2 separate regions of the Mus musculus genome follow, and region 2 is linked to region 1. Evidence: chromatin contacts called from public promoter capture Hi-C data. All regions are on one chromosome and are shown on one strand. Each heading gives the region's core, a stretch centred on a gene start, on an enhancer-like site or on the middle of the called end of the contact. The rest is flanking DNA. Distances are from core to core; before and after follow the strand shown. Region 1 holds the start of Cd38 (CD38 antigen). Region 2 overlaps Gm42427 (MLV-related proviral Env polyprotein-like).

The links. Promoter capture Hi-C pulls out the DNA fragments that hold promoters and counts their contacts.
Region 2: a contact with region 1 is called in a promoter capture Hi-C map of embryonic stem cells, with 2.9 times the contacts expected there. The contact joins the enhancer-like site here to the promoter of Cd38 in region 1. A contact is called at or near these places in 8 of 39 promoter capture datasets (the 3T3-L1 cell line, cranial neural crest, embryonic stem cells and 5 more), 1 of 15 datasets of contacts at CTCF or cohesin (the NIH/3T3 cell line), 1 of 484 Hi-C or Micro-C datasets (cortical neurons), 2 of 115 datasets of contacts at active chromatin or transcription factors (embryonic stem cells and pancreatic cancer cells) and 1 of 9 other capture datasets (embryonic stem cells).

Annotation. Positions count from the first base shown.
Region 1 is chr5:43,867,358-43,870,465 of GRCm38.p6, reverse strand. It overlaps Cd38 (CD38 antigen), which reads right to left and starts at 1,657. Exons shown (of 8, transcript NM_007646.5): 1 at 1,346-1,657. The coding sequence starts at 1,590.
Region 2 is chr5:44,142,495-44,145,602 of GRCm38.p6, reverse strand. It overlaps Gm42427 (MLV-related proviral Env polyprotein-like), which reads right to left. Exons shown (of 1, transcript XM_030254993.1): 1 at 2,262-3,108. The coding sequence ends at 2,993. Among named protein-coding and RNA genes, the nearest start is that of Gm42427, 3.4 kb to the right of the region's middle. Within about 2 kb of position 1,457, at least 16 of the 459 cell types and tissues checked have an H3K27ac peak or open chromatin away from gene starts, as enhancers often do. A contact at or near this core is called in embryonic stem cells, where this site is marked.

The DNA.
Region 1 (3,108 bases), core at 408-2,907:
ACATGTACACACACAGAGTAAATATATATACTTTTATTAGTTAATCCTGTTATTTTTAGATTGATTATTATTTGATAAACACAAATAATTAATTCTTGCTGAATGCACACATATACACATGAGTGGATAGGTTGAAGAAGTGCTTACCGTCTACACCACATGGTTAATGCTAAGCACACATCATGCCAGTGCCATGCATCTGGTTTGCTAAGCACAGAAAATTTACAAGCTATCAAAATGGCTGAACAACCAATATCATTTAAACATCTGTAAACAAAATATTTATCAGGACCCTGAGAGTGTTTATACTCCAACATTTTCAAGTAAGACCAGGACCCAAACCACTGAGCATTCGAGCACCCGGGAAGTGTGTGCATCTGAAGACAGAATGTGAAGTTGGGTTTCTGCGTGTGCCTTCCCAGCCTGCTGGGCTTTCTGTTTGACTTCAGAAATCAGTTCTACGTTAAAATGATGCCAGGGAGAAGCAACATAAATCATTCCCTCTGGGGCAGGTAGTGGGTGGAAGGGGTTCTATGGGCTGACTCTATTGACCAATGAAGATGATGTTCCCAAGGGTCTACACAGGATCACCAAGTGGATTTCGCTTACCTGATGAGTAATATTTCAGTTTTGACAGTCTGTCTTGTTTTGTTTTTATTAATGATCAGGTGCAAAAAAAAAAAAAGACCAGGATGCTGTTTGGGCTTGTTTTTTGTTTTCTTTGTGTTGTAATTAATTAAAATTAATTAACTTATTTTGAGTCAGGTCTCTCTTTGTAACCCAAGCTTGTCCTGGAATTTACAATGTTGCTGTGCAGCCCTTGTTAACCTTGAATTCACAAAAATCCTCCTGGCCCCTTCCACCCCCACAGCAAGCTGAGCAAGCCACCTAGTTAAATGTCGCCTGTGACCTTAACTTTCTGGGCAGGGGCGGTGTCTGATGGAAACCACAAGCCAAAAGACAATGTGAAGTTCCTGTGCCTGAGAGTAATCTTTGTCCCAGAAGCATGGCTGTGGCCAAAGATAGCCCTAAGGGTTCCTTCAGAGTTCAGGACCCTCTGTGGGAAGCGAGCATCTTTGCAGAGCTCAGCAAGGATCGGCGCCCCCATCACAGACACTGCCAAAACGGAGGAGGCATTGTGCAGGCGGTGTTCTGGTAACTTGAACAGGAGACCTTCCGCTCAGCACTGCCCTTCGGCTTCCAGCTGATCCACAACACAAGATTCTTTGTTTGGGACAATCTGGAAGATTCCCCCCCGCCGCGAGAGCTCCAGCTGAGTCACAGCCTGCTTCCCCGGTGTCCCGCTGCGCACTGTGCCTAGAGTGAGCCTCAGAAGCCAACTCACCTCATCTCCGGCCGGAGGATCTGAGTGTAGATGAGGCAGCGTCCCAGGAAGATGTCAGAAAAGTGCTTCGTGGTAGGCTCTCCAGTCCACACCAGGAGTGAGCGCGGCCTCAGAAGTATGACCACGATCCCTACTACCAAGGCGATCAGGACCAGGAGACCCACTCCGAGACCGATCTGGGCTTTCCTAGAGAGGCGGCAGCCAGGTCTGTCCCCAGACACCTGGCTAAATTCATAGTTAGCCATTGGGCTCCCGAAGACTGGCCCAGGCTAGGCAGGAAGAGAGCACAGGGCTGACTGGGTCAGAGCCTGCCCCTCCTCCTTTTTTTCACTTGCTTTTATCTGCTTCCTTTCCCACCCCCTACTCCTGCTCCAAAGTTCCACGGAGGTGACTGGACTAATAAGGCTCTTGGGTTGTCAACAGGCACTCCAACTGCTTACTTCCAGACTCCAGAGCAAACTGACCAGAACCTCTCTCTCCAAGAGAAGACAGCACTTTAGCCTCTGCTGGTACACAAACAACAGCTTCAGAATACTCCTGACCAACAACCTTGACACTTGACATGTTTGCTACTTATGCTCAGGTGTGTGTGTATGTGTGTGTGTAAAATTATTCTCCCTCTCCCTCTCCTCCCTCCCTCTCTCTCTCTGTTCACCCAAATGCCTGGCAATGAATGGCCTGCTTACCTCTACTTCTGAGCTTTGATAAAAATCCTGCCCAAGTATCTTTAAAGTCTCAGCTTTACTCTGCCCCTCTTCTCAGGAGGTATCAGTTCAAACCCAGCCCCAGATGGTAAAGTGCTGTTAAGATAAACTTACCTCTCTGAACTAGATAGATGTGAGCAGAGCCTCACATTCATTACATCAAAGCTTGCTTTGATTAGATGGCTTAATACCTCCTAGGTGTTTAGCATAATCCCTAAGACATAACAACCGATTACTCAATAAATGTAAGTTATTGCTGCTTACTCTAGGGGGTTGACAAAGGTAGGATTTTAGAGTTGATAGGATGCTCGCAACCCATCTCATGTGCAGTAATACTTCATCCCACATGGGAACCCCAAATACAAAGGCTCTTCCTGGCTCTCCTTCCCAAGAAGACCCCGCACTCTTCTGCTTAAACAGAGACTTGTCACAGAATGGATCATGACACAGGATTTTCACGGGACACTTTTCAGGCAGAGGGTACTGGATGCAAGAGCTGGGGCAGGAAAGCCCCTTGTTCTGTTTTAAGATGCGGGAAAGCAGCATTGCAGCTATACTACAGGATGACAGAGAATCCTTCCGAAGGCAGCAGGAGAGTAAGTCTCTGCAGCTCCGTATGTCAGGAGGACTTTTTTAGACTGTGCATTTCATTTTTTTTTAAACGTTTGCTGTCATTTTGCTTATTCATTTTGTGTGCCTCTCTCCCTCTCTTTCTTTTTTTTCCTGTGTTTTCTTTTTCTTTTTTAAAAATACATTCTTTAATCTTTTTTTACAGTCCAGACTTCATCTCCCTCCTGGTACATTCCCTCACCTCCTCCTCCCCACCCCCTCTCCAAGAGGATGTCCCCACCCCTATCCCTACCCCCCACCCCACCAGACTTCCTCACTCCCTGGGGCCCCAAGTATCTAGAGGGTTAGGTGCATCTTCTCTGACTGAGTCCAGACCCAGCACTCTTCTGCTGTATATGTGTTAGGGACCTCATATCAGCTGGTGTGTGCTGCCTGGTTGGTGGCTCAGTGTCTGAGTGGTCTCGAAGGTCCAGGTTAGTTGAGACTGCT
Region 2 (3,108 bases), core at 208-2,707, 280 kb before region 1:
GGTGGAAAGAATTGAAAGTCCCAGATCGTCCAATGACCTGAAACTTGCTATGTGCTCTGTTGCCCTTTGAGAAAAGACTGCTTCACTAAAGTTGGCTTGTATAGTATATATGTATAGTGGTTATCTCTGATACCTTGTGGACCTAAATGCTACAACCCCCCTCCCCTGTACCTACTTGAAGATCTGTCTGCTTCTACTTTTTAGATGTGTATGAGGACTCAAACTGGGGTTCTCATGATTTAGTGATAGGCAGTTTACTCACTGAGCTGTCTGTCTCCCCAGCCGTCCAGATGTTTTTCAAACAGAAAAAGCAAAGGACTGTGGAAATAAAGGGGGTGGGAGAGATGACCTGTGTCCTGCCAGAGCTCCGGGGCTCTGGGTGGGCAGACACAGGGGACTGCCGCACGCTCTCCACGTCTCATCTGGCTGTGGGAAGTCACGGAACCCCAGTCTGAGAGGGGGCGGGGGTGGAGAGGGTCCCTGGGCCTCATGGAAGCCAGGGACAACAGATTCTAGCTCTTGGGCATTTCAGGACATTGCTGGATACTGCGGAAGAGCTGAGAACTGGTGGGGCCCCCCAGGAGTGGCTCAGTCTGTCCCAGGGTCGAAGGGAAAAGGGGTAAGGGGAGAAGGCACTGGATGGTTCCAATGTGGGTGAGAGTCTGGCTATCTCAGGCTGCTAGCTCAGTGGGCAGCTAGGGCAAGGCCTATTCCATTGTTCTAGCATGGCTGGCCTTGATGAGCAGAGATGGTCCGTGGTTTATTGTACAGGTTTATTGTAGAAAAGCAGAGAGAGAGAAAAGGTAGGGAAGTAGAGTCTGGCTATGACCACATGGAGATAGGAGAGAAGAGAGGGAAAGAAGGAGGGCAAGAGGTAAGAGAGAGAAGAGACAAGAAGAAGCAAGAGAGGGAGGAAGGGTCCCTTTTATAGTGGGGGGGGGGGGGCTACCTTGCTGTTGCAGGGTAACTGTGGGGAGGAGCATACCTGGCTATTGTCAGGTAAATGTGAGGGTGGATTCTGGACTGATAGTCACAGAATGGTGGAGTTGAGGACTCCTGGTGTCAGGTGAGTTTAGGGGCGTAGCTCACTGTTCTGTCCCTTGTAGGGTTTTCTACTGGGTTTCCAGAGTAAGCCTCTCCCGACCAAAACATAGACCAGACTGCCTTCTTCAGTCCCACAGATAACTATAGATAGAACATGCCATTTGGGGACACCCAAGTCTTCGTTCTCAGGCTATGGTCACTCCTATTTGGCTCCAAAATAAAACCATCTTTTTTATTTCTTTGGGGTGAGAGTTGTTTCTCACCTTGACACCAAGTTTCACTTCGTTCCTAGAACTTTGCTTTTATTGGATGTGAAACGGGGAACCTAAGGCTAATCTGTGCTTTAAAGGTGTGGTGTAGCCAGATACATGCTGGGAAGCAGGCTTTCCCCAGAGACCTTGCTTTGAACCTGTATTTGCATATCAGTGCATTTGAATTCAACTTTTCCTTCTCCCGTCTAATGGGCTTGAAGGAGGCCAAGTCACACATGGTGCTTTGTCTCATAAATAAGGAAGTAACTGCAGGGAATCAGATCCTCCGACCCCCTGAGAAGCAGGTGCTTTGTCCTTGGGACACCAGGGAAGAAAATTGGCAGCGGTGCCCTACGTGGCAGTAGGAGGGTGAATTGTGGTAAGAACAGAGCCTTCTCTGATTACACTGCAGCTTGTTCTGGGTTGCAGCTACTTCAGGGCTCTGATGCCCCACTCTGAGAGAAGACCACACCCCAGAGAAAAAAACAAAGCAAAACAAAAAGCTTGGGACCTGTGTTCCTGCACAAAAGGACGGGCCCTGTGGGGTGACTTACCTCCTTTCCAAGCCGCAACTTGGAATTGTTTGTTAGGCCTAATATGACATTGCCACTAACTGCATGACCTGTGCAACAGACCCGTAGTGCCTCTGAGTTCTAGAAGCTGAAAGTACCAGAGAGTGTGGACTGTGAGGGAGGGATGTGTCCCTGCTGCTGAGGCTGACATCTCTCTGTGTCTCTTAAGAGCCTCTACCTTCTGAACATGCCAGTCCATGTGTCTGCATGTCCCCTTCTTTTATTGTGGGGAGAAGGCAGCCGTGATAAGAGCCACCCAATGGACTTCATTTTAGTTTTACAATTGCCCCCTTAAAGACCTTGTCTCTAAACTAGGTTACATTCTGATGTCTTGTGACTAAGGACTTCAACTTGTGGGTTCTGGGGTAGGGAACACAATCCTGTATTGTGGTGGTGAAAGACCCCCGACGTGGGTAGTCAATCAATCTGAGGAGACCCTCTCAAGGACCAGCGAGACCACGATTCGGATGCAAACAGCAAGAGGCTTTATTGGGAGCACGGGTACCCGGGCGACGCAGTCTATCGGAGGACTGGCGCGCCGAGTGTGGAGTTTTTACCCTTTTTATAGGGCTGGGGCTGGGGAGCAAAAAGCGCGGTTACAGAAGCGAGAAGCGAGCTGGTTGGTTAGTTCGAATAAGGCTTGGGGTATTTCTCGGTCATTTGGGGAAACTGAGGTGGGACTTTTTAGTTCTAAACAATGTCTATTTTCAAGAAATGGGTATGGGAGGGGTACGAGGAAAGGGTCTAATGAAGGTTCAACAATGGGCACACACCTGGTCAGAACATTGGCAGACACACAGGTTCAAGGAGTGGCCAGAGCACTGTGCACCTCTATTTTTCTAAATCAGTGAAGCTAGTTCTGCTAACACTGACGTCTGAGAGCCATCTGTTCTTGGCCCTGAGCCGGGGCCCAGGTGCTTGACCACCGATATTTGGCCCCTGTCCCAGTATTATTCAGCCTTAATCTTTAACTGTTAATCTTTAACTGAACTTTCTTGTAACTTTTGAGAACTCAGCTCTGGTACTTTTTCATGCCTTGCAAAATGGCGTTACTGCAGCTAGCTTGCTAAGCCTGATGGTGGGGTCTTTCATTCCCCCCTCTTTCTGGAAACTGAATAAAATCTTTTATTCACGTGATTCCACTTCTTCTGGATCTATTGATTTGAGTTGGTGATACTGTTGGGTCAAAACCAGGGCCTGCACTACCGAAATTCTGTCTTTTACAAACTGGACCAAGCGGT